Linked DNA regions of Mus musculus: all the other regions are linked to region 3. The links are chromatin contacts, called in public Hi-C, HiCAR-type, HiChIP or PLAC-seq and promoter capture Hi-C maps. All regions are on one chromosome and are shown on one strand. Each heading gives the region's core, a stretch centred on a gene start, on an enhancer-like site or on the middle of the called end of the contact. The rest is flanking DNA. Distances are from core to core; before and after follow the strand shown. Region 1 has its middle 32 kb from the start of Gm39330. Region 2 has its middle 23 kb from the start of 2900052N01Rik. Region 3 holds the start of Cadm1 (cell adhesion molecule 1). Region 4 overlaps Gm39330 (a long non-coding RNA gene). Region 5 holds the start of 2900052N01Rik (RIKEN cDNA 2900052N01 gene). Region 6 has its middle 58 kb from the start of Gm40518. Region 7 has its middle 26 kb from the start of Gm40518.

Region 1 (2,700 bases), core at 3-2,502, 660 kb after region 3:
AACTTTGATAGGATGGACTAATCATTCCATCTGCCAACTGACATAAGAGTTGTGATATGACCCTTATGGCGAAGGAAAATATTTCTTACTTACAATGGCACTAAAGAACACATTGGTAAATTGGATTTTACCAACACTTAAAATGTATACTTTTCAAAGACAGTTAAGAGAATGAAAGGACAAGCCATAGGCCAAGAAAATATTATCTTTATTATTATTTATCATTGTACATGTATATAACCTGTGTATATGCATGTGTGTGTGTGTGAATTCAAGCATGCATATACCATACCCATAAGTATAAGTCAGAGGACAGCCTTGGGAATCAGTCCTTGTTTCAGACAGGGTCTTGCCAGCTCCCCTCCTATTTTCCCCCGCTTTGCATGCCAGGTTAGCTGGCCTGTGATCATGCAGAAATTCCTCTGGCTGCAACTTCTCTCTCTCTGTAGGAGTGCAGGAATTATAGCCATGTGTGCTACTACATCCAGATTTATGTGGATTCGGAGGGTTCAAACTCTGGTTCTCACACTTGTATGGCAAACATTTATACACTCAGTCATCTCCCCAGTTCAAAACATTCCTAAACTACATTTCATGAAAGATTTATATCTGTAATATGCAAATGCCACTCAAAACAATAATAAGAACATAAACAATTTAATTTTAAATTGAGTTTTTAAAAAATCTGACTTTACCATAGAAGGTACATCACAGGAAAGAAGCATATGACAGATATTCAACATCGCTATTCATTAGGGAAATGCAAATGAATACTACCAGGCATACTGGTGTGCGTCTCTTGGAATGGCAAAAGTTAAGCAGCCTGAACATACCAAGTGCTGCCAAGACTGTGAATCAATTGGAATCTTCATACACTGCTGGGTAATGTAAAATGGTACGACTAATTTAGAAGGCAATATGGCATCTTTTCAGAAAGTTAAACAACTACCTAGAACGTGATCCAACCATTCCTCTCTTAGGAGTGTACGCAGGAAGAGGGGGAGGATACAGCCAGGTCTAGGCTTTCACCTAAATAAATGCTCTTAGCAACATGGATTTGAATAGGAAAAAAAACCCTGGAAATATCACATGTGTCCATCAACTGATGAATGGATAAACAAACCATGGGATATTCATGCACCAAAATACCATCAAATGAGAAGGAGTGAACCATCGATACATACTACGACACAGATGGAGCTCAAAATAATTATGCTGAGTGAAAGAAGACAAGCAAACAGAGTGCATACTGGATGCTTCCATTTATATAATTGTAGGAAATGCAAATGAGCCTGTAGTGACAGAAAGCAGATCTGGTTGCCTAGGGACTGGGGCGGGGAGCAGGAGCCAAGGATTGCAAAGGGGGTGGGCACAGAGAAAGTTTGGGGGATGATGGATATGCTCATTATCTTGAACACACATATGTCAAAACTCATCATATGATACACTTTAAATATGTTCAGTTTATTGTATGTCGATTAAGTTTTAATGAGGTGAAAGGTAAAGGCATTTGTGGAGAGGTACAGGAGCAGTAATGGAGATAATTGTTTCATCTCTTTCCTTTTCCTGATACTAATTTTCCAATCAAGGCTGGTGTGTGTGGGGAAAAGGCAGGGGTAGGGACAGGGAGGAGATTGGCTCACACGGTTATTGGAGCTGAGAGGTTCTAAGATGTCATGGTTTGAATAGGACATGCTCCCAGAAAAAGAGTGGGAATTGGTTCCAGTTGGTAGATCCAGTCGTTAAGAGGTTCTTGTATTAAGGGAGTAGGGGTACTGTGTGATCTGATCCATGGATTTATCCCTTGATGCACTCATGATGTGACAGCATTGGGCAGTGACGGAAACTTCCAGGCCTAGGTAGAGCAAGAAGATCCCTAAGGACATATCTTTGGGTGTTATATCTTATCCCAGGTACCTGTATTAACACTTTTCTCATGGCTGTCAGAAAATACATTGGGAAAGCAACTGAAGGAAGGATGTGTTGATTTTGGTTCACAGTTTGATTGCAAAATCCATCATGGCAGGGAGGTTACAGCGTGAGTGTGAGACAGCTGGTCACTTCGCCTGTACAGTCAGGAATTAGGGAGAGATTAATATTGGTGCTGAGCTTGCATCCTTTTCATTCAGTCTGGGATCCCTTCCCAGGAAATGGTATCACCCACATTTAAGGTGAGCTATTCCCCCCTCAGTTAACCTAATCTGGAAACTCCCTAAGAGGCATTCCTAGAGACTTACATCCTAGATGATTCCACGTGCTATCAAGCTAGCAATTAATATGAAGCATCACAAACTCTTTCTGTCGCTCTCCCATGAGGTGAACGGCTCACAAGTCCATAAGTCAGCGAGGTGAAGAAACAGAAAATCAATGGTGTAAGTTCCAGTCTGAGGGTAGACGGTCTATGCCTAACTCAAGATGTTCAAGCACTTGCTCTTCCTCATCAGAACTCTTGGATGGATAGTGCATGACTCATTAGGGAGACTAGTCTTTACTGCATACTAAATCAAATGCTAACCTCAACCGGGGACAGGACACACCAAACTGTCTGCACAAATATTGGTACCTCATAGCCCATTCGAGTTGACATAGGAACTTAATCATCATGCTAACAAGGGAACTCTTCAAGTACAAGGGCAGAGTTAAGAGGACATGACAAGGATGATATAGCACCATGGGATTAGTGACAGCTGAAACTGGGAG
Region 2 (2,700 bases), core at 92-2,591, 640 kb after region 3:
CTCTACCAAAACAAGCCAAAAGAAGTTCCCTCTGACCTCCCCTTTCTCCACTGAAGAAAGGATAAAACCTAGAAAGAATTATCTGACCTTAAAGTCGATCATAAACCTTCATGTCTACCAAATACTGAAAAGGAAAAGGCTTATTCATCTCTCACAGAGGGATGCAAAATAGGCTCTGGGCGGGGCTTGCTACATTTCGGACCATTAGAGCCAGGCGTCCCACCACTCAAAGGCCAGGATTCCCAAGATGACACCTCATGGAAAGGAATCAGGCTCACTCAAGATTCGGCAACCTTGAGACAATAGAGAGGCTCTCCACTCATAGGTCTACACAAAGAGCTTTTGAAGCATAGGACAGGAGGCCCCAGACAATAAAGGGGGGATCCAGGCAGGGAGGGTCTATGGTGTGGGGGAGTTTTCCTTTTCAGAAATCTCTTTTTACTCTTTTGTTGATACGCCACTCTGGAACATTACAATGGGCTTCTAACTCCTGAAGGGGGTGAGTTCCTTTAGTGGTTCTTCAACTTGTAGGTGAGTTTCTTGCTCTCCTCTTCATTGTCTTCCTCATCCTCCCCCTTCTTTTCAGTTAAATTAACTAAAAGTGTATTGAGCAGCTTTTGCCCTAGATTTCCACAGGAAACATACACAGCCGGATAAAAGTTAACAAGAAATAATTTTCTACAAGAATGTGTATCACACATATTCCTTAGTTGCAAGTGTATGTTGTGTACAACAGAGCTCAGACATCCATAAAGATACATATTAAATACATGGGCTCTGCCTCTGTCCTTTCACCTGATCTTGAGTGTCTTAGTGTTCTATTGCCACCACAAAACATCATGATCCAAAAGCAAACTGGGGAAGCAATGGTTTATTTTATTTGGCTTCTACTTCCATATCTCTGTTCATCATGGAAGGATGAAAGTCAGGACAAGAACTCAAACAGGGAAGGACCCTGGAGGCAAGAGCTGAGACTGAGGCCACGAAGGAGGGCCGCTCACCCTGCTCTTCATGGCTTGCTCAGCCTGCTTTCTTATAGAGCCCAGGACCACCAGTCCAAGGGTGGCCCCACCCACAATGGGCAGGCCCTTCGCCATTGATCACTAATTAAGAAAATGCCTTACAGTTGGGAAGACACTGTCTCAATTGAGGTTTCCCTTCTCTCAGATTCTACCAGCCTGAGTCAAGCTGACAGAAAACCATGCAGCACAGTGAGGGACAAACCTCAGAGCAGACAGAGCCCTGTGAGAAGAAGAAAGGAAGTCTGAGACCCTGCTGCTGGTGGTGCTCAGTTCCTGCCATACCCCTAAGTGGCTTTCCCAGCAACAGCAAGGCAAACCCAGAGGCTGAGGGAGGCAGCTCCATTCAGCTCCTTTCTGGACCCATAATGGTTTCCAGCCTCTTCATTTATATGCATAATTGGCAGTTCCTTAACAGCTCATTAGGAAAGTAGGGCTCTTTGTGACCAAGAAAAGGGGAACAAATCCCTGGGGGTGGGAGTGTCCTTGAGGACTTGCTTAAGAGTCTTGGAAAGACAGGACTGATTCTCAGGGACTGAGAGCTCTAAGGAGCTCAATGCCAATCAAATAGCCCTGAACCACAACTTTGTAACGACACCCTGACAGGTTAGAGCTGCAGTTCTCAACCTGTGGGGAGTGACCCCTTTTAGGGGGATGCCTATATCCTGCATATCAGATATTTACATTTCAACTCATAACAGTAGAAAATTACAGTTATAAAGTAGCAATGAAGTAGTTTTATGGTTGGGGAGGGGGGTCACCACAACATTAGAACCCGTGTTAAAGAGTCACAGAACTAGGAAGGCTAAAAACACTGGGTTAGAACATGCATGTGTCATGGATTGGGGAAAATGGGTGTAGGCCTTGGCTAGTTCAGGGCCACCCAGACCTGGACACTCAGAGAGGTCACACTGGGTCTCCCCAGCATCAGAAGATGGTAGTTGACCCTTTATATCATGTAGAACCTCATGTCTGGGAGATGTTAATGAAAGAGGGAAACCATATGCATTCTGTGAGCACCTACTGGGCTCTGTTCATTATTCCTGTTTCATATACCAGGTTGTTCTAATCCTCACAATAGAATTCATCTACATTAACCCTCTGCATGGTTTTATTAAGAAACAAACAAACAAAAACGTAAATTAAAGCACAAGAAAACAGATTTCACTAGTTCAGCAAACTCCTCTTCCACCCGTTCGCATCTATACAATGAAAAGCCACAAGCTCTATGTTAAGTGCGAAAAGATATATGGACTTCAAATCCCACAGGAACAAAAGGGTGGTAGAGGCTGCTTCATACTAGGGAAGCCAGGGTAGGCTTGCTGGAAGACGTGGTGATTTGAACTAGGTCTCAAAGAAGTAGGATTATTCAGAAAGATAAACCAAGGGAATGGAGACAGGCTGGGGTCAGGGAAGTCTCGCCATCTTTTGGAGAGAAACTATAAATCCACACACTGGAGCAGCAGAGTGTGCATAGGTGAAGGAGCCTAAGACAAGGCTAGGAAAGGACAGAGAACGCAGCCTCTGGGAAATAAAAGCTATGTCTAGCCAGGAGAGGTAGATTTGTGCTTGACACCATGGTAGCAGTATCAGGGCTAGGGCTGGGCCTGTGATTGTTTCAAGGAAGCCGGTTTATTCTCTGGGTTAGGTGTCTTTTTACCACCACAGTAACAAACACCAG
Region 3 (2,765 bases), core at 130-2,629:
ACAGAGCCCTAGCGCATCCCCTCGCGCAGAAGCCCTCTCGCCACCGCCCGGTGCAGCTCGGTCCCGCCGGTCGCCAGGAGGCAGCGGCAGGCGGTACAGCAGCACGGGGACACCGTGCGGCGGGCAAGAGCGGCGAGGTGGCGGGAAGGCGGTCGCAGCGCGGCCGGCCTCTCCGGTGGGGAAGAGCTCCGGCTCCCTTTTGTTAGCAAATGCAAACACTGCCCTCTTCTTTCGCGACCGCGCCAACGCGCCCCGCACCGGGGCAGCCACACGCGGGGCTCCTGCCAAGCGCTCGGCGTCTTCAGGGAAGGCGCGGCGCTCGCCGAGCCGCCGCCACCCGGGCAGATTCTCAAGACGGCCGGCCACGCGGGGAGCGCCCCGAGGCCCGCAGGGCGCACGCCGGGCCGCAGAGGCCGCGAACGCCCCCGCCACCACCTGCGGGCCGCTTGCCCGAAGGACGCGCAGCCGGGAAATCCCGGATCCCCACTCGCGGCAGAGGCCTCGGTGGCGCGGACAACCTGCGGGCTCCAAGAGCCCTCCTGCAGCGGCGGCGACGAGCGGCCGCCCCCGAGCCGGGAACTTTCCCTGCCTGGATTCCAGCCAAGCCGACCCGCAGCCTAGCGGAGGGGGCCGAGGGGCAGCGTTCGGCTGGAGGGAAACACGAGAGGCGTGCAGAGCTCTCGGGCGGGGGACCTGGCTGCAGAGCGCGGGCAAGCCGGGAAGAGGACACGACGGTGGGGATGTCCTGGGGACCCGCGAAGGAGAAAGCTTCGGGGAATGGAGAATCGATCGGGGGGGCGAGCTGGAACGGAGGGGGCGAAAGCTTAGCCCAGGGACACAGGAGGACCTGCAAGTTCCAGGGACGAGAGCGAGTTTCGGAGGGTCCGGAAGGTTCGGGGCGCCTCCGAGGGCTCCCCTTCCCCCCACGCGCTAGCCCCCGGCCCCGAGCCCACTCCACTCAGCACCCCGCGCTACGCCAGGAAGAAGAGGTGTGGGTGCAGCCATCCCTGAGGGCGCCCATCCGCAGCCGGCGGATAGGAGAGAAGGGGCGCCGACCCCTCGGCCCCTTCCATCGCAGCCCCGACTTTCCTTGCCACGCTCCCGCCGCTTTGGATTTAGGAAGTGGGGGAAGGTTGTCATGGAAACGTCCCCCCTTCCATAGCTACGGCTCCTGGGGGTGCCCGGGGGGGTTTTCGGGACCAATCCGCGGGTGCCCACAACCTACCTGTGGGGATCAGTGCCGCGGCCGAAAGGAGCAACAGCAGGAGCCGGAGCCGGAGCCCTGGAGGCGCCGCCGCCGCCGCCACAGCCGCTGCCGCCGCACACTGGGATCCGCTCGGCAGCACAGCACTCGCCATGTCGGGCACCTGCCTCAGACTGGCGGCGGTGGCTGCCTCCCGAGCCCGAGCGGACAGCTAATGAGATGCTAATGAGATGCGCTGGAGGCGGAGTCAGGAGCGACCAATCGTGGCACCTCGAGCCCAACCCGGCTCTCCGAGAACTAGCCCCCTCCCCCACCCCGCCCCCTGGCGCTAGCGTTCGGCCGCGCGCCCGCGCCACCTAGGGGCGGGGCCGAGGGGCGGGGCCTATGCAAATATGTTTACGTTAAAATTCGGCCTCGCTTCCCCGAAGGAGGAGAACCTGTACTGGCCCGCGTCCGGCTCGGTGGCTGGGGAGGGGGTTGCGGCTTCAGGAGGCGGGTCTCTCGCTTTCGTGCACCTTTACTAGGAACCTTTACGCCACTCGCCGCGGCGGACTCCTGGTCGGAGAGTCTGACCGCGAGATTCCTGGGCCGGGGCACTGCGTGGGCATCGGCCTATCGAAGTCATACGTTACAAAATTTCCTTTCCCTCACCTTGCACGAAGGAATAAGATCTTTGGGAAACCCGGGAGTGGAGAGTGCGAATGCAGGTCCCCGGATTGACAAAACAATCTGAGAGAAGTGCATGCGTGCTTTGCACGTCCGGCGGAGCAGGAGAGCCCGCTCAACAGCCTAGCGGCAGACTAGGGGATAGTTGGAAGACTGAAGCTGTGGAGTCGGGGTTCTGGGATTTTCAAGTGGATGTTTGGCTGTAGATTCTGGGGAAAGGTAAATCAAGGTGGGTGTGCTCAGGCTTCCCAGCTTGTTGGAAGTGTCCTTCCCATGTTTAGTAGATTATAGCATATAAGTAATATGGAATATTTAAGATTACACGCACACAAAAGCAAAAAAAAAAAAAATCTACCGGTCAGGGTCGTGGGGAAGGGAATGTAGGGAACCGAGGCAGTGATAGAGTCAGTCGAGTTCCTCTTCCAGGGCTCGGTTCAATTCCCTTCTCTCCTATGCTTCCAGTCCTTTCTAAGGCATCTAGAGACCAACAGGTCCTCACTTTAGTTGTGTCTCAGAGAGGTTCTCCCGCTGACGGGACTTGCATGCATCTCTGGACACACTTCCTCCCTCCCCGAAATTATCTTTGATTTCTTTTCAACAAGGCAGCCGGCTCTCTTGTTTGTCTGCCTTTTAATTACTTATTTTCTTTCCCTCTAGAAGACCGTGTGTGCTCTGACCCTCTGTTGCTCAAGCATCAAATTGAAGGACGAGCCGTATTAAGTGTAAAGGTTTATAATAATTTAAGTATTCATAGAATGCAGAACAATAAGATGTAGGAAATACAATTTGCATAATAAATATCAATATCACAACAGCTAAAACAAACCATGACAAATTATATGTGGCTAAATGACCAAGAGATTACTGAATGTAAATTGCTGAATCTGAACTATAG
Region 4 (2,700 bases), core at 111-2,610, 680 kb after region 3:
ATAACGAGCTCAGAGTGATGGAGAGTTAGATTAATTTCCACCCCTGCCTTCTCTTGCTCCTGTCTCCATCTCTTCCCTGATCCCTGAACAGACTCCAGGCCCAGATCTTCCTATAATGTGTTCCTCTCTTGCTCGGGCCCCTGCTCTGTACTAACATCACAAAGGATTCCTGGAGTGACAACCACACTGCTCTGCATCTTTGTCCTCTGTTGACTGAAAGCTGAGTGGCTGGGCAGTGAAGCTGTGACCCTGAAAACTGACCACACGAGCAATGGAAGCTGAGAGTGATCTGGAAACAGTGAGCAGAGACTTCAGGGTTTTGGGTACCAAGGCTCAGCCCAGGGAACGCCCGAGGAGACTCTAAATGTACCAGATTTCCAAAAAAACCAAGCAGGGCCCAGGAAAGGAAACCCAGTCTCTTCTCTACTGGGTTCAGTCAGTCTGGGGAAACTGGATATTATGAACTGACTTTCTCTCCCAACAATGTTTTCTGTTACCATCACAACGCCCGATGGTCTCAGAACGTTATCTGTAGATGGAGACACTTTTTAGCAAGATAGTCGCACTAAAGTGAGGTCATCAGTGTGTGCCCCAACCCAGTATGACTGGCACCAAGGACTGAAGTTTTTCCCTGAAATTTTCTGATTTTGTAGCTCAGCCCTCAGAATGACCATCCTTGGAAGCAGGATCTCTGAGGAGGTGACAGAGAAGAAAGAAAGCCATGAAAGCAAGACCTTAACCTGATAGGGCTAGTTCTGGGGCTGTCCTGGAGGTTCCAAATGTCCTCCTTTCCCCGTGTGAGGACACAACGAGAAGACAGCCCTCCGAAAACAAGGACAGGCATTCCCACCTTAAGCTCAGGCTTCTCAGCCTCCCAAACTTAGAAAAATAAGCTCTTGTTGCTTAGTACATATCATCTCTGATATTTTGTTATGACAGGCTGAGCGTGCTAATATAACTAATAACCCCCCCCCCCCAAAGGAAAACTGGGACATTGCTGGCATGTGTTACCATGTCTGGTTTGTGCTCCCATAGTTTGAGAACACCCACTCTGAGGTTCTTCATACAGGTAAGGCTGGGTTGGATGGAAGACAGCCTGGGCATATTTTCTCTCATGCAACCCTTCCCTTCACTGGAAAGGTAACCCACTCCCCCACCCCGCCGTGACCCTTCTTTCCTACAGACTGAGTTCTGACACTCTGGAACTCTAAGTCTCTATCTCATTTTAGGGTGGACTCCAGACAAGACCCTATTTTGTCTTGCAAGAAGGAATCATTTTTAATCAGGCAACAGTGAGTCTGAGAGAGAAACCCATGGAGACAGTGCAGGCCTAGTGCCAGGGAGAAAGCCGGTTGCCAAAGCCCAGCTCCCTGCTTTAATTCCCTAGCTCAGAAGGGAGGGCATCTCTACCCTGCCGGAAGGGAGGAAAAAGACGGGACACTTATCAGTAGAAGCAGAAGCCTCCCAGAGGCTTGGCTGGTGCCCTGCTCTGGCAGGGCCTGTCCTAGCAGTGTAGCAAGCCAGACTGGAAATTATTGGAGGCAAAAAAAAATATGTTGGAAGCAAAGAAAGGGGAAGCCTTAAGAAAGAAAGGTGTCATGGTGGTGCCCATGGCCACCAGCTCCCAGCACTCTCCCCTCCTCTTCACCTGCTCAGCTAGTGTAGGAGGAAGGAGGGAGTCCCTGCCACGTAGTTGCAGTGGAGACTAGAGAGAGGCCTTTAGGCATAAAGAGACCTGGGGGACCATCAAAGGATGCTGGCATGGGAACAAGGGACAGAAGTGGGAAGAAACATGCTTACAAGGAGCTGTCTCCAAAGACTGCAGAGACACTTCAGAAAGCCCACCAGTCTAATTGTCCCACCTCTCCCAGAATGCATTGCCAGTGCCTCTGGGGCTCACCATTCCTACAAACTAGGGAGAGTACAACAGCCTGGACCCCCGGCCATCTGCCCTATCAGGCTGACACACTCCCCATCCATCCCTTAATATGTCTGGAGTGAGACCTGGAGACGGAACCCTGGTCCTCAACAGCAGAGGGATGTGGAGGATGGGGAAGGCTCATTAGTCACAAATCTCAGGACCATAGAACAGATCCCTTCACCATCAGATTGGATTTGGATTCTGGCAGACAAGCAGATGAGAAGATGCTAGGGCAGCTTGACAAACCCATTTGAACCAATAGACAATGGGCACTGAGAACAATCACACCCCCACTCCAGGCCCTCTTATGACAGCTTCAAATCCTCAGGGATAGATCCAGAAGGCAGACCAACACCTCAGCCAGCAGTGGCAACAGCCTGTATTTTCAGTAGACAGGCACACTGAGTTTTCTGGCCCAACAAGTGCACTGGAGATTCCAAGGCTTAGGATAGCTTTTCAAGCCGTTGTAGAAGGTGCTGAACCTTGGAGAAGGCAGAGCCTCCTTTGGATCTTAGCTCTGGGTATCACTAGCTGGTGGGATGGTCTAGTTCGGTGAATCTTTGAGCTTGTTTTCTTTCATGTTAAGAAATAGAGAACTACAGGGTCTAGTTCAAGCTTGAGGAGTGAGTTCAATATGGTCAAATGAGTCAGATATACAGCAGATGTAATGTAAATGTTCTTTTTATTGCCCCTCCAACCTCCTGGATAAGATGCCTGGGGAGGGGTTGCCCAGGCTCCGCCTTGAAGAACATCGGGATTATAGAGCCCACCTCTGTGCA
Region 5 (2,700 bases), core at 61-2,560, 620 kb after region 3:
ACATACACACACAGAAGCATGCATACATACATTCACATAGTGGTTCTAAAGCTGTCTGGACAGAGCTTGAGTTTATTGTGCTGGTCTTATTTCTTCTCTGGGAGAGAGGTGACTCCATGGGGGACTGACCTCATACCTTGACTTCCAGGGATGGTCAAGAAGTGAGGAGAAAATCTTCCATCCAGCCCTGGAGTTCAAGCCCAGGCAGGCTCTGAGGTATTAAGGTGGGACAAGGATTGCTTGTAGTCCCACCCATTCCTTGCAGGAATCAACCAGGCAGGGCAGGCCAGGCTCACTCATGGATTAGCCAATCTCTCTACCCTATCTTTGGGGCTCAGATCTCACAGACTGCCATTTCTCCCAGTTCCCCGGATTCATCTGATCAAGTAAACAGGTGCCCCTTTATTCTCCGTGTACAGGCTCTGTGAGCAGGCCTACATAGATATGACAGAAGCAGGGGACTTCCCAGTACCTACACAGCCTGGGAGCCTGTGCAGACCACACTTGCTTCAGACCCAGGGCCCAGGCTGGGATTGCTGCTCATCAAAGCTCTCCTCCACAAACTTGGAGCTCAAGGACCCACCAGTCAGGCCAGGTCAGGCCAGGCTATACTTAAGCCCGAAACAAATAGGCCAAGGGGAATTTCTGTGCCTACAAGTATCTCATAAGCTCAGCAGAAGCTTCTTTTACCCCTAAGCCTTTCAAGGACCCGGGCTTCACAATTCATCCCAAGGGAGAAGCGACGGTTGGAACTGTTGTATGCTTGGGCCTGGAAATGACGCTATAAGTGATCACAGCTCACTGCTCCGACCTGGTCATGGGACTTCACCCTAGAGTAAGGGGTCAATGTGAACCTTTGCTCCCTCCCTTTCACATGCCTGCACAGCATGGAGGGACCCAAAGGGCATCAGATCCAGACAGTGTGGAGAAACTGAGACCAGCAGAAGGTTTGTTCCCAGCCTGGTTGCAGGAAACAATCCCTCCCCCACCCACCCCACCCCACCCCACCCCTCCCCTCCCCCATGCCCAAGCTCTTGTGGAGCACAGTACCAAGCCTCAGACCCTCTTCCCTCAGCAGTTTCTTTCTGCCTAGTGACCTCATTGTCACTATCTCTTGCCTCTCATCTGAGAGGCATCCAAATGTCACCTCTTCTTTAGCTCCTCACCTCCATGGAGCCTCCTTCCTTTTGTCTCCCTCCCTGGCTGGCTCCTTGACCGGGAAGGGCTCTTTCTTTCTCCTCCTCTGACCTTTTCTGCTTCTCCATAGGACAAAGCTTCAGCCTGGCATGCTCCTGAAGAGAACTGGCTCTAGAAGTTCCTGTAATTGCTGTGTCCTTATTACTAGACTGTGAGGCCCCTGCTGGCCAGGACGGTCCTCCCCAGCACCCCAGCACCACTCACTTGCTGCAGATGGGCTGCTAACGAGGTGACCAATTAACAAGTGCTAAAGAACCCCCCAAAGGGTGCTTTCCACCCTGGCCTGGTTCCCAGGCCCCTTTGTTCCTCCTTGAGAATCTGTCCTCTGTGACAAGGCCACAATGCAGAGTGTTCCCAAGCCTGACCCTGTGAGAAACTGACCTACGTAAGCCCCAGTCACAAGATCCCAATTCCTCTGCATCAGGGGCCCTGGGAGCCAAAGGGATTCCTGCATCTCAAGGGTACTGACAACACCTCCCCATGCTGCTGGCTGTGTACCATGTGTTATGTAATCCCCAGGAAAACTTTCATTTGAACCTTTTTTTTTTTTAACAACTTTGGCTGAAAAAATTCAGGTGTGTCCCGTGCTGCAAGGCACAGGCATTTTTGATCTTAACACCCCTCACCCCTACCTTAAGGTCTCAAGAGACCAGTACCCCAGGCTCTGGAGCACCCTCTTGGGAAGTGTTCAAACTCCTTCCGTTCTGGTGCCTCTAATCTGATCCAGTTGGCCGTGCTGGGGAAGATGGGAACCCTGAGCCTCACAAGAACCTCATCCCAATTTCTCACCTCTCTCTCTCCCCCCCCTCTCTCTCTCTGTCCCTGTCTCTCTCTCTCTCTGTCCCTGTCTCTCTGTCTCTCTGTCTCTCTGCCTCTCTCTCTCTCTTACACCCCTATATCCCTCCCCCATCCCTCTCCCTCTCCTTTCCCTTCCCCCTCTTTTCCTTCCCCTCCCCCTCCCTCTTCACCCCCTCCCTCCACATATACACAGTTATACAAGGCTAGGCCAGAAACTTCAATAAAGCACACCTGTGTGGCCTCTTCTAGGAGTGGGGTTTGGAGAGCAGGATGGTGCTTCCCACACTGTGTCTGAGTAACTCAAGCTGTCTGTGCAGATGTCTCACCTTTAGGTACAGCTCGAGCCAGGAGTTCAGAAGGAATTCTTAAGAAAGCGCCTCCTCCTTCGTCACTCCTTTTATAAACTGTGGTATAATGTAATCAGTGAAATGAAAAGCTCTTCAGTATGCAGTGTAATGAACTCCACATGAACCTATCACCACCAGATGTACAGTCTACAGCCCTTAAGACACCCTCTGGAGCTGAGCGAGGTGGCACACACCTTTAATCCCAGCAGTCTGAGGCAGGTGGATCTCTTTGTTGGAAGTCAGCCTGGTCTACTTTCAGGACACTCAGGGATTATACAGAGAAACCTCGTCTCAAAAAAAGAAAAAAAATCAAAACAAACAAAAGAACACCACTGCAAGCAAATATCCTCCAACTCCC
Region 6 (2,700 bases), core at 33-2,532, 690 kb before region 3:
CTCCTCCCTATCTATCTATCTATCTATCTATCTATCTATCTATCTATCTATCTATCTATCTATCTATCTATCTACCTACCTACCTACCTACCTACCTACCTACCTACCTACCTACCTACCTACCTACCTACCTACCTATCTATCTATCTATCTATCTATCTATCTATCTATCTATCTATCTATCTATCTATCTACCTACCTACCTACCTACCTACCTACCTACCTACCTACCTACCTACCTACCTACCTACCTACCTATCTATCTATCTATCTATCTATCTATCTATCTATCTATCTATCTATCTATCTATCTATCTATCTAATCTATCTGTCTACCTATTTGCATGTGTGTGTGTGTGTGTGTGTGTGTGTGTGCGCGTGCGTGCGCGAGTGGGCCTGTGCGTGTGTGTGGTGGTGGAGACAGCAACAACTTGCAGAAATTGCTTCTTCTACCAAGTACATTCTAGGAATTGAACTCAGATTCAAAGTCTTGTTGGCAAGCACCTTTATCCACTGAGCCAGCTTGCTAGTCCCTCACTAGCATTCAAATGGAAAATTTAGCAACTGTAGGTTTCAAAACCAAGTGTAGAAAGGATTTCGACAGTCTCGGGACTCCCACCACCGACAAACTTGACAACCATGGCAGGTTTGCTTTGCTTTGCTTTGCTTTTCTCCCCTGTACCTCAGTAAATTCAAAGAACAGAGGTGACCTAGGGGGTGAGGGGTGGGGAAGGGTAGAGCGGGGGTGGGGTTGAGGCACTGGCCTTTAGAATAGATGGTCAACTCATGTTCAGCCATGTGAGCCGTTCCACATGTCTGAGCCATTCCAAGTTTCTGCCAGAGATAGGATCTAGGGCAAGATGACGCAAGACTCACTCATCCCAGCTTGAGTTTGTCTTGAGGGCCAGCTGCCTCAACCTGGCACCTGCAGCCTGAAGCAAGCAGCTCCTTGCTTGCTTCATACAGCAGCAGCAGCAGCAGCAGCAGCAGCAGCAGCAGCAGCAGCAGCAGCATCTCCAGGCCCCTTAAGGCACTGCCCCTCCTACTCCCTGCCACCTGGGCACCTGCAGCCCTCTAATACAGTCACTTCCTCCCAAGCCAGCCAGCCAGCTTCCCACCAGAGCTGCCTTGAAATCTGGGAGCTATTTTGAAATTTCCCTTTTTGAAAAAAAAAAAAAGTCCGAACTGATTAGTTGATAATTACATGTTGGAACATCTGCTGTGATTTGTTTTATTCTTTCTATTTTGGAAGATTGGAATACACTGAAGGTTTGCCTTCTGGAGTTGCCGGCCTGGCTCTTGGAGCGCGAGCAGCCCTCCTGCTCCCAAGCACCTGGCTCGGCCCACAGCCCAGCTCCCAGGAAAAAAAGCACAACTCTGCTGCCTGAAAGAACAGGGAGGCACTTTGAGGGTCTCTCTACCCCACCACAACCCGGGAAATGTTGAGCCTCCATTTGTCCCATGCGTCCAAAGTTTGGAGGCTCTATGAGAGCGCAGACCCAAGAGAACTGGCAGGTGTGTCGAGGCCCCGTGATGTAACCCACACCTCCAAGCAGCCATCAGTGGTGGGTGGCCCGTTGCCTTCTGGGAGTTGCTTAGATGTTGCCTGTCTCCTTAGGGTAGAGGCACCCCAGCACTGTCCAGCAGAGGCTTGTTATTGTTGGGCTGCTACTGGGGCCTGATTAGGTTTGTTCGTGTCAGAATGCTGGCACCTCAATCTGCTCTACCTCTGCACTCTGTGTTGCTGCCATCCCTGAGTGACTGCTCAGAGCCCCGAGGTGCTGCTGGCAGGGCTGAGGACTTGCATACCTGTTGTCATCTTTCGACCCAATTACTGTGTCTGAGATGCTTAGGCAGTTCTAGGGGCTTGGTGTGAGGGAGGGAGGAGGGCCAGCCAGCCCAGTTGGATCTGGAATCTACCCTCAAGGGCTCCTGTGGCTGATGAATTCCCATCCTGACTCCTCCTGCCAGCAAAATGACCTGGAAACTCCAAGACACATATACAGTATATCTCTCCCTTTGGACTTCAATGGCTCTGTAGCACCTTTATATTTAAGTCCACAGTCTTCTTTGGTATGCAGAGCTCTCCTATATATGAACCCAGCATCCCTGGACAGCCCATCTCAGACTCCAGGCTTGCTGATGGAATGCAGTTCTTTGGGCCTTCTCTCTCTCTCTCTCTCTCTCTCTCTCTCTCTCTCTCTCTCTCTCTCTCTCTCTCTCTCTCTCTCTCTCTCTCTCCCACTTCTCCCCTTACAAATGCTGTGCCTAGGGTTAGGGAAATGGCTCAGTGGGAAGAGTACTTGCTCTCCATGCATGGAAACTGGAGTTTAGCTCCCTAGCACCCATATCAAAAGCCTGGTTCGTGTGAGTGTGTGATCCCAGCACTGAAAGCAGATAGGTGGACCCCAGAGACTCACTAGCCAGCCAAGTCTACTCAAAACAGTGAGCTGCAGGCTCACTGAGAGATTCCATTTCAAAAAATGAGGTGCAGAAATGTTGTGGAAGATAGAACAACATTGAGTCTCTGGGCTCCACAGGAGTCCTCATCGGTGGATACACATGTGTACAAAGGTGTCCTCTGCTTCCTCTCTCCCTCCGTCCTTCTCTCTTCCCCTCCCTCCCTTCCCTCCTGCCTCCTCGTCTCTTTTTCTGGCCACATTTCTGTCTTCCTCTTTCCCACTTCATCAGAAAATTCCC
Region 7 (2,700 bases), core at 60-2,559, 650 kb before region 3:
AACCTTAGGAGGCTGAGTTCCCTTGGCTGAAGAAGGTTATCCAAGAGTATGTCTTTTAAAGCTACCGGGAGACTTTAGTTAGTCTCCTCCTCCTCCGTCTCCCTCTTCCACCTCTTTACCATCTTCTTCTCGTTCTCCTTCCCCCTTCTCTTCTCTGACCTCTCCTCCTCTCCCACCCTCCTCTCCACCAGGATGTAAGTAAGCATCGTTGTCCTTCTTCCTATATCCCTCCTCAAAACTCCCAGCCTCAGTCCAGAGTCAAGGGACTGTGTCCTGAACCCAGGAGCCCAGACAGGCCCTTCTGAGATGTTTGGGTTGGGTATTGACTCCGGTGGCAGAAAGCTAGTGCAGCAACCTGTCGTGGTTGGAAGCATGCATGGAAGCGGACTGTAACCCAGCACACGGAGGGAAAAAGATGCACGGGGTTCTGTTTGTTTCGTTTGTAACACCCGGGAGAACTCAAGCGGCCACACAGGCTTGCCTCATAACCCCCAGTCACCTAACAACCCCATTGCCCAACAGTGTCACCCAAAGGTGTATACGTTTTTACATATGGGGCTGAGGGGGTACCCTCATGCAAACCACAGCACTCAGAGAGGTTGGAGGCAAGCACAGCGAGCATAGCGGGGGTTGTGTGTGTGGGAGGAGACCTAATGTCTCAGTCAGGCTGCAGCAGTACCAACCATAATGTGCTTGTTTGCCTCCAGGCTTTGCGACAGTGCAGATGGTCTGGAGACCTCCCCCTGCTCAGGACCCCCAGACACAGCACGGACCTGCCTTCCCCTGTAATGAGTCTCCTCTCTCTCCCACAAGAACAAACTGTAATGATGATATTTCACTCAGCAAATTCTGGAAGAGAATAGAGGTTGGTTGCCTCTTGTTTTATTATCTTAACTGCTGCATAAGTCTAAACCTTCTTAGAAGCCCCTGTGTGTAAAACCTGAGATGGAGCTGCCTCTACGGAGCCACTAGGCTCCTCTCGTGTTAATTATGTACACACTGGTGTCATTCTCAAGGCCAGACCATGGGAAGGCCATATAGCATAGGCAGGTATTTAAAAGTCAAATGCACCCCTGTCTCTCAATGGGGTAGTAAGCAAGATGTACAACGCAGATCAGAAAAATGACAAACATGCCCCAAGTTCCATAACTCCCTCCGCCTCTTCTTCCCTTTCTGGAGTTTCTCCGTCCAGCTGCAACCCCAGCAGTGAACAGACAGAGACTTCTCAGAGTTCCTGCAGGGAACTGCCGGGTACCAACTCTGCTTCAATGATCTTCCCTTTGGCAGGTTCTCAGAGGGCCTGTGCCAACACTGCAGGCTATCTGGGGAGAACACCCAGCTGGCCACCCTGAGGAACACTGCCACAGAGACACAAAGCCAGGCCCGAGCAAGCTGAGGACAGCTGTTGCAATGGTGCTTCGGGGAGTGGGGACTGACTTGTGCTCACTGTCAGCAAGGCACCGAACAGCATCTGCAACCCACAAAAAAGCCAGTGCCCAATGTAGGCAGACATGCTGCGGCTTTCTGACTCCTTCATTGTCCTCTCAGGATATGGAAAATAGATAGCCAGTGCATGCTTTCTGCCTACAGCCATGTCCTCAAATCCTCCTACCTATGGCTTTGTTCCTTGGTCATCAGGCCACTTGAGAGTTGGCACTCCCTGCATGCCTAAGTGGGGCAGCAAGGGGCATGGAGATTGGTTTTCAGGTAATTGATGTTCAAGCCAAATTTTCTACATTCTGAGACCTTCCTAGCAAACAGCACTGGGGCCCAGAGCATGGCTGAGGAAGGAACGGGGATGCTGGTGCGGCCAGAGCCCTGGTTCTGCTGTGTCTTGACCTAGGAGTGGGTACCAAAACCCCACCTGCATTCATTCGCTGCTCCCCTAGGAGAAGCCATCCAGCAATCCCACAGCTCGGCTGAAAGCAGCAGGAGAAATGTCAAATACTTCATTAAAAGCAGCAAGAGACTTCATTGTAAGCCCACGGCTCTTGCCCATCAAAGATCAGACCCGGGGATCCAAATCAGCGCTGGTTTCAATCAGAGACCAGAGACTTGAGAGGGGTCTTCGGTGTGCATCCTTTCTAAGTGCAGCAGGAAGCCCCTCTCTGGTTTCTTCTGTTTCAATCTCATTTTTATACCTTATAGAGCCCTTCAGGAACTACTGCTGGACACACACACACACACACACACACACACACACACACCCTCATTATGCTGAGGCAGGGGTACACAGTCAAGCACTTCAAAAGCTAAGCTAGGCACAGACTTGAGGTTTCAGGTTTATAGAATTCCAGGAAATGTTTGTTGTCTCTTCACCTGAGAAAGGTTAGTGTTTGGAAACAACTTTTATCTGGCCAGAGAAGAGAGAGAGAGAGAAAGAGAGAGAGAGAGAGAGAGAGAGAGAGAGAGAGACTTGGCTGAGGGAAGCGATAGAGAAAGAGGGGAATTGTTAATTTCAATTGATTTTCTGATAAGGTTTCATATCCTGAAGTGTGCTTCAAATCTGAGAAGTGACATCTGCAGAGATGCCCGTCAGTGTCTGAATCCTCCTGAATGTAATTAGATCTGAGACAAGATAGAAGACTCGCTACGGTGGCCCTTAGGGAGGAAATGGTCTTTGAAAAGAATTATGTTAATCAGGCTAGCCTTCTTCTTGCATCTGCTCCGCTGTTATTCTGGGTAAAATTAATAGGTCTA

What was found. Promoter capture Hi-C pulls out the DNA fragments that hold promoters and counts their contacts. A called contact is a pair of places that touch in the nucleus more often than the background predicts. HiCAR-type assays count read pairs that join an accessible place to other places. HiChIP or PLAC-seq counts read pairs in DNA pulled down with a chosen protein or histone mark.
Region 1: a contact with region 3 is called in a Hi-C map of cortical neurons, with 3 times the contacts expected there. The contact joins the enhancer-like site here to the promoter of Cadm1 in region 3. A contact is called at or near these places in 1 of 39 promoter capture datasets (neural stem cells), 2 of 484 Hi-C or Micro-C datasets (both in cortical neurons) and 8 of 115 datasets of contacts at active chromatin or transcription factors (VIP interneurons, bone marrow-derived macrophages, craniofacial prominence and 5 more).
Region 2: a contact with region 3 is called in an H3K4me3 HiChIP or PLAC-seq map of forebrain, with 4 times the contacts expected there. The contact joins the enhancer-like site here to the promoter of Cadm1 in region 3. A contact is called at or near these places in 2 of 484 Hi-C or Micro-C datasets (embryonic stem cells and forebrain) and 10 of 115 datasets of contacts at active chromatin or transcription factors (VIP interneurons, craniofacial prominence, embryonic basal ganglia and 7 more).
Region 4: an H3K4me3 HiChIP or PLAC-seq map of forebrain shows a contact between it and region 3, with 6 times the contacts expected there. The contact joins the enhancer-like site here to the promoter of Cadm1 in region 3. A contact is called at or near these places in 2 of 39 promoter capture datasets (hippocampal neurons and neural stem cells), 6 of 115 datasets of contacts at active chromatin or transcription factors (craniofacial prominence, embryonic basal ganglia, embryonic forebrain and 3 more) and 1 of 9 other capture datasets (liver).
Region 5: a contact with region 3 is called in a HiCAR-type map of astrocytes, with 5 times the contacts expected there. The contact joins the promoter of 2900052N01Rik here to the promoter of Cadm1 in region 3. A contact is called at or near these places in 1 of 39 promoter capture datasets (hippocampal neurons), 1 of 484 Hi-C or Micro-C datasets (cortical neurons) and 13 of 115 datasets of contacts at active chromatin or transcription factors (VIP interneurons, astrocytes, craniofacial prominence and 9 more).
Region 6: a promoter capture Hi-C map of hippocampal neurons shows a contact between it and region 3, with 3 times the contacts expected there. The contact joins the enhancer-like site here to the promoter of Cadm1 in region 3. A contact is called at or near these places in 2 of 39 promoter capture datasets (embryonic stem cells and hippocampal neurons) and 5 of 115 datasets of contacts at active chromatin or transcription factors (embryonic forebrain, embryonic hindbrain, embryonic midbrain and 2 more).
Region 7: an H3K4me3 HiChIP or PLAC-seq map of forebrain shows a contact between it and region 3, with 4 times the contacts expected there. The contact joins the enhancer-like site here to the promoter of Cadm1 in region 3. A contact is called at or near these places in 1 of 39 promoter capture datasets (hippocampal neurons) and 6 of 115 datasets of contacts at active chromatin or transcription factors (astrocytes, bone marrow-derived macrophages, embryonic forebrain and 3 more).

What each region holds. Positions count from the first base shown.
Region 1 is chr9:46,869,958-46,872,657 of GRCm38.p6, reverse strand. No RefSeq gene overlaps it. Among named protein-coding and RNA genes, the nearest start is that of Gm39330, 32 kb to the right of the region's middle. Within about 2 kb of position 1,252, at least 17 of the 459 cell types and tissues checked have an H3K27ac peak or open chromatin away from gene starts, as enhancers often do. A contact at or near this core is called in cortical neurons and embryonic basal ganglia, where this site is marked.
Region 2 is chr9:46,888,847-46,891,546 of GRCm38.p6, reverse strand. No RefSeq gene overlaps it. Among named protein-coding and RNA genes, the nearest start is that of 2900052N01Rik, 23 kb to the left of the region's middle. Within about 2 kb of position 1,341, at least 19 of the 459 cell types and tissues checked have an H3K27ac peak or open chromatin away from gene starts, as enhancers often do. A contact at or near this core is called in embryonic basal ganglia, embryonic stem cells and forebrain, where this site is marked.
Region 3 is chr9:47,528,966-47,531,730 of GRCm38.p6, reverse strand. Cadm1 (cell adhesion molecule 1) reads right to left here and starts at 1,379. Exons shown (of 11, transcript NM_207675.2): 1 at 1,226-1,379. The coding sequence starts at 1,358.
Region 4 is chr9:46,844,146-46,846,845 of GRCm38.p6, reverse strand. Gm39330 (a long non-coding RNA gene) reads right to left here. Exons shown (of 2, transcript XR_870714.2): 2 at 2,587-2,700. Among named protein-coding and RNA genes, the nearest start is that of Gm39330, 5.8 kb to the right of the region's middle. Within about 2 kb of position 1,360, at least 9 of the 459 cell types and tissues checked have an H3K27ac peak or open chromatin away from gene starts, as enhancers often do. A contact at or near this core is called in forebrain and hippocampal neurons, where this site is marked.
Region 5 is chr9:46,912,213-46,914,912 of GRCm38.p6, reverse strand. 2900052N01Rik (RIKEN cDNA 2900052N01 gene) reads right to left here and starts at 1,310. Exons shown (of 4, transcript NR_015605.1): 1 at 1,167-1,310.
Region 6 is chr9:48,215,158-48,217,857 of GRCm38.p6, reverse strand. It overlaps a transcript of Nxpe4 not described here. Among named protein-coding and RNA genes, the nearest start is that of Gm40518, 58 kb to the right of the region's middle. Within about 2 kb of position 1,282, at least 16 of the 459 cell types and tissues checked have an H3K27ac peak or open chromatin away from gene starts, as enhancers often do. A contact at or near this core is called in forebrain and hippocampal neurons, where this site is marked.
Region 7 is chr9:48,183,155-48,185,854 of GRCm38.p6, reverse strand. It overlaps a transcript of Nxpe4 not described here. Among named protein-coding and RNA genes, the nearest start is that of Gm40518, 26 kb to the right of the region's middle. Within about 2 kb of position 1,309, at least 28 of the 459 cell types and tissues checked have an H3K27ac peak or open chromatin away from gene starts, as enhancers often do. A contact at or near this core is called in forebrain and hippocampal neurons, where this site is marked.